Linked DNA regions of Mus musculus: region 2 is linked to region 1. The links are chromatin contacts, called in public HiChIP or PLAC-seq maps. All regions are on one chromosome and are shown on one strand. Each heading gives the region's core, a stretch centred on a gene start, on an enhancer-like site or on the middle of the called end of the contact. The rest is flanking DNA. Distances are from core to core; before and after follow the strand shown.

Region 1 (6,011 bases), core at 1,295-3,794:
CAGATGTAGCGTTCAAGAGATCTCCCATCTCTCTTCAAATCCTTTCTGACTCCTCCCTCCATCATGGCCAGGGCAAGACCTACCAAGGGGGCATCCCTGACAATTCTGAGGCCCTCTGCTGCTGATCCTTGAGTGTCTCTGTCACCTCACTCAGCAGGTACTGGAAGCAAGAGCTGGCCTTCATTCATGAGGGAGATGTGGATATTTTTTTGGTGGCCAGCGGATTTAATGTCCTCTGAAAGACCTGCCAATGTTTTTGTTTGTTTGTTTGTTTGTTTTTACAGGTCCTGCCCACAATGACAATGACTGGATTGGCCTGTTCTCAACACAATGATTCCTCAGACCCCACTGGATCAACACCACCTGCCAATTTGCTAGGAATATGGATTCCACACCCAACCCAGGCTTGTAGGACCAGGAATCTGAGGGTGTGATTCAGATGTCACATTTGTGAGGACGCTAGCCTGGGCTGACTATTGACTAGGGCAAGGATACCTTTGTTGATTGACTGGAACAATTTACCTACACAGTAAAATTCATTTTGGTTTTTTTTTTTTTTTGCCTCTGATTTTCACTTTTTTGGGGAGTTTCTCTCATCGTTTCTTTCCCTCCTGTCCCAAGAGAGGACTTGAAACTTCTAGCTGATACGCTCCCCAAATTTACCTGCGCTGGAAACATCTCTAAGGCATCTTTAACAAAGACCAGATGGCAACAAGTATTTGAAAAGAGGCCCAGGGGCTATGAATTAAAGAATATAAGTGCAATAGGTAGAAATGGGCTCCATCAGGGTGACAGACCGACTTGAGGACAAGACCCAGAGCTGGTGAGGATGTGGGAGAGAAGGTCCTGTTGTCAGCTGGGCACATGAACTGCCTTAATTGTTTTGGAAAGCAATCTGGCAAATTTAGTGCTACTTATTTATTTAATGACTTTAGCTGTACCATATAGAATGCCTTAACAGGTGGGTTGGTGCTGTCACGAAGGGAGTGGGCTAGCTATCTCTGGAACGGATGTCTAGCAAAAGGGCATGGTCTCGATATCTCTTACTCTCCCACTCTGTTTACTCTTCTGCTTTCTGCCATGGAATAATGCCAGATGAGAGCCTTTTCACCCTAAAAATCTTCGACTCCAGAAAAGGTTTCTGTTCTTTATAGTGGAATTTGGCAGACTGAGAAGCCAGCTCAAATAATTATGAATTTACTGAACTGAGTATGCATGTGTCTTATGATCCCTGTTTCTGGGAATGAATACTCGAGAGAGTCCTAGAGAGAGTCTCTCACCATGGGTGAAGGGGGCATATGGTGAATGCATTGAGTGTGCTGGACAGGATGAATAAGAGATAGAAGACCAGATCCATAGTGATGGGTGCTCACTATGGGATCCTGTGCAGTGTTAGAAACAGCAAGCCAGGTATGAGAGCAACAAGACAGTGGTGACTGATAAAAACAAAATGTAGAATAATAGTCACATGATAATACCATTTATGAACATCCAATACATTCAGAATGATCCTACATGGTTAAAAAAGATATATATGTTCTCAAAGAATGCTATAGGCATGTCTGAACAGATGCCTATATGAGGAGGAGATGAACTTGTATGGTGTTACTGCTACTTTTAAATGTCAACCTGCTACAACAACATAGAATCCTCTGGGATAACAGCCTGAATGAGGAATTATCTAGATCACTTTAGCTTATAGGCAGTCTTTGGGGAGAGTGTCTTAACTGTTAATTGACTCAGCCAATTGTGGGTGGCACCATTCCCTAGGCAGGGATGCCAGAACTGTAATGCATGAAGAGGGAGAGTCAGTTTTCTTCAGTAGCGAGGCCCCTGAAGGGCTGCACATGCACCAGTAGGTGGCTCTACACTCATGCATGTACTGGCAACACAGAGTGAATTCTGTGGGTTGAAAAACGGAAAGAAGAAAAGAACACATGGACTTAAGAGGGAGTAATGGTGTGCAGATAGAGGAGGAATCGGAGGGAAGGGAATGGGGCAGATTTGATCAGAACACATATGCATGTATGAAGATACTAATAAAAGAAAGAATTTGAGGGAAAAAAAAACTAAAGAATACTAGCTTCAACACAAAAGCAGAAGGAGCAAGCCGGTGGTATAGGCCCCTTTGTTTTTCTCTGCTCTCTGGATGTGGTGTGACTAGCTGTCTGAGTTCCTGCCTTGGCCTCCCTTCGGTGATGGACTTTTAACCTGGAGCTGTAAGCCAAATAACCTTTCCTCCCCCGTGTTGCCTTTTGTCAGGCTGTTTCATTACAGGGATGGCAATGAAACTGGAACAGATGGAGTGGGGACAGGGACGAAGGGGAAATAACAGGATACACTGAGGAGTCTTCCGCAGACGAGAAACACTCTGACAGTGTTGTACACCGGGAAAAAGCACAATGGCCTTGGCTCAGTGCAGATCTGGTCAAAAGTAAGAAAAGAGAAAGAAGCTGCTATTTCTCTGAAGATGGCTTAACGCTGGAGAAAGAGCCTGGCGTAAGAAGAGCAAACTGAACACCCAGAGGCGAGTGTTTGTCCTGAAACTGACTCTGATCTGGAAAATTGGCGCAACACAGTCCTGCCAGCCGTGCCCCTGTTACAGGGTGATCAGCCTGTCATGGGCATTCACAACCATCTGGTTTTCTTCATTTCCATTTGTTAACACTCTGGAAAGCTGTTAACACTTCTGAGGATGCGCATGCGCATTCAGCCGCAGGTCAGACTCAAGAGTGGGCTAGGCTGGTAGATGCTTAGGTACTTAGCTTGGCGTCTAGGCTCCCTTTTTGGAAAATAAGCAAGCTTTTTTTTCATACATAGCCCAAAGCAGAGAGAACAGGATCATTAACTCCTCTGTGTCTTTGTCTCTTCAGCCAGTATAATAACAGCGCCATAGGCTGAGACAACAACATTCATCTCTCATAACTCTAGAGCCTAGGAAACCTGAGATCAAGGGGCTGGCAGATACAGTGTCTGGTGAAGACTTGCTTTCTGGTTCACGGGTAACTATCTTCTTGCTGTGTTCAAACAAGGAGAAGGCGGCAAGCAAGCTCTCTGGGGACTCTCTTGTATAAACATTAATCTCACTGCTGAGGCTCGACCCTTTAGACTTTGTCACTTTCCAAAGATCCTGCCCACCGATGTTATCACACAGGGAGTTCTAACTTATGGATTTTGTAATAACAATCACTCAACTTTAGCATTTATCAACAGAAGAATGTTTAGAGGTTTTATTGGTAGGAGGGACTTGAGGATAAGAGTTTTTGGAAAACTAATTCCAAAGGCTTAAAAACTGCAATGTTAGGTGTGGTTATAATAACTCCACTTTTAGATCCAGTTTTTTTTTATTTATACTTTTTTATTTTTATTTACTGTCTTAATTGCTTTTCTGTTGCTGTAATAAAATACTGTGGCCAGGAGCAAATTATGGAGGTGTTTATTTTGGCTACAGTTCCAGGGGTAGGAGTCTGTAATGGCAGCAGAGGCATGGCAGTTGGTGGCTGGAACATGAAGCTTAGCTTGCACATCTTGGATATCTATCACACATTGAAGAACAGCTAACAGAAAGAAGAAACGGAACTGAAGTGGGCCAAGGATAGGAACTCCCGGAGCCTGCTTCAGTGACTGACTTCCTCCTTCAAGGCTCCATCTCCTAAAGGCTTTACAGCCTCTCCAAACAGCGCCACCAACTGGCAACCAATTGTTCAAATTCATGAACCTATGGAGGATATTTTCCATCAAACCACGGTGGTTGGTTTTGTGTCATGACAGCCAAAAAATAATTTAAGGGAGGAAAAAATATGCTCTGGCTCACAGATTCAGAATGCTAATTCTATGGTTGCTTGGACCCCATGCAGTTGAAAAGAAGGCATGAAAGCATGGTGGAGAATGGCTATTCAGAGTGCAAGACAGGCTAGGGATGATAGACCACTAAGACCCACCTCCCTAGGAAGTGGCCCACTTCTTCCCCCTCTCAAAATCTTGAGAACCTTCCAAAATAGTACCACCAGGTTGGGACCAAGCATCCAAAATGTGGGTCTCATAATCAAGCCATGGCAGATAACAAGACTTTATAAGGCTGATGATTAGTTCTATTGAGAGGATAACATGGGTCTTACTTGCTGGGTTCTATCTCTAAATACCTCTTAGAGAGAAGGGCCCAAGAGTACATCCTTCCTCCTATGAGTCACATATTGTCTTTCTTGGAACTTAGTGTTAGCTCTCCATGGTGTGTCCCACTTCATGGGAAATGGAGCAGTTTGGAAGGAAGCAACCCAGAAAACAGAAGTCCATACAGTTCCATCATGCCCATCTCAAACACTTCCAGCCTTGGCTCTCAGGCATGGCTCCAGGCAAAAACTCAGTGGAGGCCATGGTAGTAGGGTAGGTAGAGGGGTCTTTCAGGCTTTCTTGATTTCTGCCAGGTTTGTTTTTTGTTTGTTTGTTTTTGGCTGATTAGTTCATGTATGGAGTCCTATGGCCCCATCAGCCTGCGTGAGTTTTCCAGGTCTTCCCCAGGAGATATTCAGTTCCAAAGCAACAACCGACTCTAGGTTCCTGAAATGGATCTTTCCTTTTTTTAGCCACCCACTGCATAGTGACCCACTTTTGCAGCCAATACCCACAGGAACTTTGGTTACTTCCACGAGTTGATTTTCTGAAGGACAGGCTCCATACTCCGTTCCTTTAACTGTGGTCTGAAAGCTTCTTACAGACACCAAGCATCTTGGGGATGGGAAGGTGCCTGAGGGCCCAGAGCTGCTGAGCAGGGTGTCACTGGAGCCACTATGATTCCTTCTGACCTGAGACCCTGGCTTGATTGTGAGACACCAAATGAGAAGTTCTGTGTGTGACTCCTGAATTCCTCAAGAAGAGGGATGGGAGAGGGAGAGGTAGGAAATATAACCATCATGTTGGATGATTCAGATTCTATAAACAAGATGGAAGAGTCGCATCAACACCCCTGTGTTGGTCATATATTACATGTAAGCTCTGTAGAGCAGACTTGTGACGCTATAGGTCTAGGTGGAGCATATTGAGGGTGTGTGGGAGTCAGAGTCTGCAACTGTGGGGTGTGGGGTAGGCATAGAGAATTCCTGTTCTGTGATGGGGGGTGGGGACTAGACACTCAACAGGGACAAGGCCCATTCCTGCTGCTTTCATCTGGCTCTTTTTATTTTTTTCCTGATGTACCTGAGTATCATAGACTAGGTATCTTTTTAGAAAGAATACAGGACTTTTTTTTTTTTTTTAATCTAGAAGTTGGGAAGTCCAAGAGCGTGGTGCCCGTGTCTGCTGAGGGCCTTCTTGCTGTACTCTATCCTGGTGGAGAGCATCACATCTGAGGTAGAGCTAATACACCTGCTCAGTTCTTTCTCATCTTTGCATCCTTTATACACCGTAGTATGTAGGAATGCACCCCTCCCCACACCAGTAGGGAAACAGCACAAAAGGGTGAGATTCACAGGAGTCTTGTTGATAATCTAAGGGAGTCTTGTCAGCCTGGGATCCCACAAAGTCCATCAGAGCAGAAGAACTTGGAAGGTGCTGGTAGGCAAAGCTAGCTGTTTCTAGATCTAGGCAGCCTGGGAGACACATGGTTGCTGGTGCATCAGGATATAGCACTGAGTGATGTAGTGAAATCACAGGTGTAGAGAGAGGATAAGGGCACCGCAAGGGTCTCAGGGAACTAGCGGTACCTGTCATCCCTACTGCCATGAACCTGAGAAACCATATCCTGCACTCTTCCCAATTCCCAGACATGCTGTCCCGCTCTGAAGTTTACCTCCACATACAACCAGGATAGCCATGTGGTACCTCTGTTGTCCTGGAGATGAACTGAGGAGGAACAACATGCTCTTGGGTGTGTGTGTGTGTGTGTGTGTGTGTGTGTGTGTTGGGGACCAGGAGCTCTTGCTCAGAAGGTTCCTGACTTCTCTGTCTGCCTAATGTCTTATCTCTCTTAAAGGGAAGTACTACCCCTGGCTGGAGGTTCGGGGAACAGGGACTGA
Region 2 (6,067 bases), core at 1,184-3,683, 57 kb after region 1:
GTAAATATGTCCCATAGTGTCAACAGGGGGTAGCGAATATTTCCCATTGTCCTTTGTGAGGCCTGGGTGGTCCTGAAGGCCTGAAGCATCACAAGTCACTCACCTCCTACTACCAGAATCCCCTGACTCTGTTCCCATGGGAACTCAGCAGAGCATATCCTTGGCTGTCTTCTATGGCTTTCTCAGCCCACTTAGCTTTTTTTTTTTTTTTTTCTCCCAGAACCCTCTCCCCCTAGTACTCAACTAAGGCTAACCGAAGGTAAGGTCTGAGTAATGGCGGGATTGCTTAGCATTAATTTTGAAGGAGAGGCCTTTAAGGGAGGTGGGGTAACACCTGGATCTACAGAAGGGCCAGGAAGTAGGTGAGTGAGTGGAAGAGGCTTAATATATTTAGTGGTGAAGCATCCAGCCTCTGGCTTCTGGGCTAAGAGTTTCTAGAGGTATATCTCACTGCTTTTCATCTTCTAACCTACATCAGATGTGTAAGTTCCCCAATGTTTGAAAAGAACCTAGGGGACTCTGGGAAGTAAAAAACAGCAGAGGGATGGAGGATTGACGAGAGAAGCCAACGCTCCCCTGCTGCTGCTTAGGCACTTTTCGTTGGAACTCTCCCCTACCCAGCTGTCACAGTGGTGTTATTTTTGGGTGTAGGGTCTAGGATCGTTGTCTCCCAATGGCCAGATGAAACGCCTGTTCTGTGCCTTCCCGCCTAAATCCACAAGATGGAAGTTGCTCCCTCTAGCTTTCCCACTAGCAGCTAAGGCTGCTGGTTTTGTGAGTGACCCCCTCTCTTCACACTAAACACACTACCACTTCCTTTATTCCACCGCCTTAATATTTAACAATGTATTTTAGAAGACACTCCCAAATAAGCTTGAGATGGTGACAGCTTTTTTTTTTTTTTTTTTTTTTTTTTTGGCAACGTGGAAAGTTGACGAAGCATCGCCTAAACCTGGCTCCGGGAGTCGCATGCAAGACATAGGAGTGCGAAATGCCAGGGCAGCCGAAGGTGTGTCAGAGAAAAGCGTGGAACTAGGGTGCCGGGTGTGCGTGGGCTGTATGATCCCGAGGGCGCTGAGACATGTGTACTGCCTGTCTGCCGCCCTGCCACCTCGGTCAGCAACCTCACTTCGCCTTCAACCCTTCTCCAGCCAGACGCTTCTTTTTTCGGGGCTTCTGGGCTTTTATTGTAAATTCTATGACTAAATTACGCCGGTGAGCTGGGGCCAAAGACAGATGGATAAATTGTCCCCCTTCCCGGCTTGGGGAGGAGTCTCCATCCGGAAGGGTCTCCACCCTCAGCTTCGGGAACCGGGAGTGGCCTTAGTTCCCCGACTAGCTCTAGGGAGTCCAGGAGATCTCTGTGTGCGGGGAGGGGGTGTGAAGCAGAGGCCTGAGTGTCCCTTGTTTTGGGGCTCCCCAGTAGGGTGGGGTGTCAACCCGGGCTGGATTTTTCCCGCGCAGTTCTGGCTGGTTCACTGGCCTTGGAGGAGGAAGTTGGGACCCCTAGACAATCTTCTCTCTGGTCCAGGGGAGGAGAGACCAACTGGGGAAGAGGTGTCTGGAATGGCTGCAGAGCTGGTGTGTGTGCCTGTGTGTTGGGGAGCGCGCGCGGGGTGGGGTGGCAAGCGAGTCACTAGTGTGCGGTAAAAGTTCTTGAGCTCTGCATGCAGAACACACGAATAGGAGCGCGGGGTTAGACCCAGGGAGATAGGGTTGGCCTACAAGGGCGTCTTTGGGTTCCCTAGTGCTTTTGGGAAGACTCTCAGAACGGCTCCCCACAAGGAATACATCAGCTTGCAGAGTGGTGCTCTCTTTTTCAGACCTGGACCACCACGCCTGGGTTTTTCTACTGCCCTGCCCCCATGCCTCTAGGATGGCTCCAGCACCCGGGCCTCAGTGTCTCCCTAACCTCGTTCAGGCTTCCGAAACCTCATGGCTCTGGGGGTCCAGTGCAGGGGCAGGAGCACTTGGAGAACGCAAGCCTTCACCTAGCCAGGATGAGACATTGCATGGAGAGGAGGGGGCGGGAGGCTTCGTTGGTTTGAGCGTGGACACTGGCCGGGGGATCTAGTCGGTTTTCCGGCCAAGGCAGCAGGCTGGTCCCAAGGGCGGGCAGTTGAGCCGAGGGAGCCAGCGGTGGAGCTCACCCCTAGGCCAGTGTTCCTGGGCGCCAGCGCCACTCCGGTGTAGCTTCCATCACCGCCGAGTCGCTACCACTGCTGCTGCAGAGTGTAGCTGCTCCGCCGCGCTCCCGCGCGCTGCGCCGCCAGCCGCCAGGGAGCCGGGGCGCTGAGCCCCGAGCAGAGGAGAGGGGCGAGGCGCGAGAGCCTAGGCGAGGAAGCCGCGAAGGGGGAGGGAGGGAGCAGGCGGGCGGAGGGAGGAGCAGGGAGAGAGGGAGTAGGGAGGGGAAGAGAGAGAGAGAGGGAGAGTGAGGGAGAGCGGAGATCGAGAGCAAAGAGCGAGAGCGAGGGAGAGGAGAGGAGAGGAGAGGAGAGGGAGAGAGGAAGGGAGGAAAGACACACGCAAGCACAGGCACACCGGCACTGGAATTCCATTAGAAAAAGTGAGCCGAAGCAAGGGATAGCGGGAGAAGATTTTTTTTTTTTTATTTTGAATCTTTTTCTTCGTCTTGGTGCCAAAGAAGCGACTCTGGTCTCCCGTCCTAGAAGCTCTACTGGATTGCTCCCATCCGTCGGTGGATTTCTTTCCTATTTGCATTTATTCTGACCCCCCTCCCTCGCTGCTTTCTTCCAGTCCTTCACTTTCAGATCGCCTCGCCCCCACCTCTCCAGTCCCCTCCTGGGAAGTGCAGGGGAATTGGACCCACGGGGACTCGCGCCTTCCCGGCCGCGAGAGCGAAGGGCTGGGCTGACCTCAGGACCAGGCTGTTGGCTTAGAAGGCAGCCAGACACATAGCTACGTGTGTTTGATTTCAGTGGCAAGGGGGGGACGTCGAGAGGCAGCCCACCGCCCGCCTCCCACCCCTCCCCCTCCAGCCAGCAGCGAGAATCCCTGGACTCGGGATCTTCAACCGGCGGCCGCCTGGCGGGATCTCCGCATTGGATTTGGGGGTCGTTATCATTGCTTGGCTGTTATTATTACCGTTGTTATTTTATTTTTATTTTTTAAACCTAAGGGAGAAAGACACATACACACAAAACTGTGGGATTTATTTAACATGATCTTGGCAAACGCCTTCTGCCTCTTCTTCTTTTTAGGTGAGTACCTGCAGGTGGCGAGTCTGGGGGTCACAAGGGGCTGCGCGCGTTCAGTCGCCCACTGGAAGCTGGGCATGCGGGGGTGGGCTTGGGGGCTGCAAGCAGGGCGCCGTGGGAGACACCGGGAGATCGCGCCAGGCTGGGAGCCCGGGCCTGGGGCTCCGGGGAGCCGAACTGCCTGGGAGGCTCTAGAGGAGGGAGCTGTGCAGCGGCTAGCTGGTTGCGCGGAGGACCGAGAAGGAGACTTCCAACATTCAAACCATCTCCGCACGCACTCCCGTGCCGCGCGCGCGCACACACCCCGACACACACTCTTACTTGCAGGCCGTGATAGCGCTCATTTCCCTCAAAATAATGGGTTCAATTTGCAACAACTTAGGAAGGAAAAAAATGCAACTGTTGGTGTGAATGAAAGGAAGGATGGGGAGAGGCTGGCGGGACGCTATCAAGCCTGCCCCTCCTTTCTGGAAGGCTCTCAGAGTCAGTGGGTTTCGGCAGGAGGTCTTGGTTTGGACGTTTGCGGGGAGTCCTTGTAGTCACCTCCTACTTGCCAATCAGTCTCAGGAACGCACCCTATCTCTCCACTCTCTGTAGCACTTTGCAAGTTTCTCCCTACCCACGGCCTCCCTTTCCAAGCCAGATGGGTAGGTGGAGCTCAGGCTTGCAAATGGGTGTTCAAGGCCTTCAAGAGCAACAACCCAGGGGCCTAGGGCATGTGACACGGGAAAGAGGAGGCCAAAGTTTGCTCCTTGGAAAGAAGATGGTGCGGGGGAATGCAGGAAAAGGGAGAAAACAGATCTTAACAAAGACCACTTACTGCTCACCCCATAAGCCCCCTCCCTCTGTGACAGGGAGGAGCGGCTGCCCAGTGGTTCTGAGCTCCAGCAGGCGCCTCCCCACCTCCCCTTATACTTTGTAAAATCTCAGCTGCTTGGGAAGCAAGGTCTAGGAATAGTTTACAGGTAAAGAAAAGATGCTTTCAAAGCTAAAGGCTATGTGTGGACCCAGGGTTCCCAGGCAAGGTTACTGGTAGGGAATTCTGGAAAATGTGTGTGTTTGTGTGTGTGTGTGTGTGTGTGTGTGTGTGTGTGACATCTGCTTTTAGTCCAGGTGCTGTTCTGCTTGTTGGTAGACCAGAATGAACTGGCTACCAAGCAGGGATCAAGAAATCACCTTTACCTTCAGCAGAAAAGGGCTCTGGATAGCCCAGACAGGGAGGTAGCCTTTGCTTATGGAAGATATGCATGGTCTAAGAAGTGCCCTCCAGATTGTAGGGGATTTGTAGTCAGGGTGAATAGATATTGGCTGTATCTTTGCTTGCTCACAGACTTTCTACCTCCCAGCTATGCATTCCCAGGGGACATAGCCCTGCCCTGGGGTGTGGCCTTCACCATACTTGCTTTCTCCACATGTCAGTAACCCTGTGGGTGGGAGGGACAGGGTAGGAGGGTAGAAGATGCTCTGGGCTCACTTTCATCCCTTTCCAGCAGCCTTGGGGGAAGTGAACTCTCATTCTGAATGAACTGTCACAAAATTTGACCTTATCTTCATTAATGGTCTGAAAACGTAGCTTTCTAGGGTCTTAGAATGATCAGAGCGAAGAAGAAAGCATTGCATTTCAGGTAAAAAGTGGCCAGATTGCCTGCTGTTGAGTTACACCCCTCCCTCATAAAGGATGCATGCTTCCAAGTATAGGGGCCCCCCTCTGAGGGGCAGTGGTATATGAGCACAATACCCTCCAGTATCAGACCCCATGTTGCACATTGGGTGATCCTAGCTGAGGAGTCAGTTCTCCTCAGATGTGGCAATGGGCGTCCTGCCCATAATGGGTGTGTACACGTATTTGCACGTATGTGTGTAGAGATTATGAGCCGAGAGCAGAGATGTCCGCCACTGCCTGCTCCCCAAGGGCTGAAATGGAAAGTGGAGGAGGAGGGGGTTGCCTGATGCCTCCTTGAGTTATGCCCCTTCAGTCCCCTATCCCTCAAAAAGTCCCTCTCCAAATCAGGGCAAAGGGTTCAAGGGAATGGCAGGCCAGGGGAGTCTGAAAAGCTCTGACAGGCTGGGATGAATGGTGTGAAGGAAACTTAAATCCAAAAGCCTTTTCCTGGCTAGATGACTATATAGTTGGGAACCACTTGGAAAGTCTGTTTAGTGTGGCGGTTCCTTAGCAGTTTGGGATTTCAGTCTCAAATCAGCAGTTTGGCTGGGGCCATGTCCCGCCCCCTTCAGATGCCTTTCTCAAAGGTTCTGAGTGAGACCTAATGTCAGAGGACTTACCTTATAGAGAAAGGGCTTTTAAACCCAACCATCCAGATTTCCAAGGTTGGCATAGGATGCCATGGAGAGAGGAAACAGAGTGGGCAGAGCACCAGGCCCCCCGTGGTATTCTAGCACATTCTGGCTGTTGAGGGGACTGTAGACACAGGAGGGCAATGTGGACCTCTGCCTTCCCCTCCCTGGCACTCCCTGGAACTGGTCCACACTGTCTATTCTTGATAATTCCAGGTTTTCTTCCTCCAGGCCACGAAGGTAGCCTTTTCTTCTGATTCTTGGCTAGCCTCTCCCGGTTACTGTGTTTCCCTTCTCTGCTTGGGCTTGGTTGATTCTGGGAGTTCTGAAGCCGAGTCCCAGAGATAGGGACAATGATCAAAAGGATGTCCTGGTCCTCTGCAGAAACTATTCTTGCCCTTCATGAACATCAGTTGACAGGATGAGGAAGCCCTTTGAGACTGGTGTGGGAGCCAGTAAAGGCTTGTGTTAAGGATATCAAGGGAGATTTTGGCTTCAGCTGCAGGGCAGGCCAAGACTGACTTTAAACTCGTGTAAGTTCTGAGCCCATAGAA

What was found. HiChIP or PLAC-seq counts read pairs in DNA pulled down with a chosen protein or histone mark.
Region 2: an H3K4me3 HiChIP or PLAC-seq map of pro-B cells shows a contact between it and region 1, with 3 times the contacts expected there. The contact joins the promoter of Gfra2 here to the enhancer-like site in region 1. A contact is called at or near these places in 7 of 39 promoter capture datasets (the C10 cell line, the HPC-7 cell line, embryonic stem cells and 3 more), 2 of 15 datasets of contacts at CTCF or cohesin (large pre-B cells and pro-B cells), 17 of 484 Hi-C or Micro-C datasets (the 63-12 cell line, B cells, CD4 T cells and 11 more), 6 of 115 datasets of contacts at active chromatin or transcription factors (the 230-238 cell line, embryonic stem cells, forebrain and 3 more) and 2 of 9 other capture datasets (adipose tissue and embryonic stem cells).

What each region holds. Positions count from the first base shown.
Region 1 is chr14:70,830,372-70,836,382 of GRCm38.p6, forward strand. The region is part of intron 2 of Gm34500 (a long non-coding RNA gene); the gene reads right to left. Among named protein-coding and RNA genes, the nearest start is that of Gm34500, 17 kb to the right of the region's middle. Within about 2 kb of position 2,545, at least 17 of the 459 cell types and tissues checked have an H3K27ac peak or open chromatin away from gene starts, as enhancers often do. A contact at or near this core is called in the 63-12 cell line and pro-B cells, where this site is marked.
Region 2 is chr14:70,887,674-70,893,740 of GRCm38.p6, forward strand. It overlaps Gfra2 (glial cell line derived neurotrophic factor family receptor alpha 2), which reads left to right and starts at 2,434. Exons shown (of 9, transcript NM_008115.3): 1 at 2,434-3,221. The coding sequence starts at 3,182.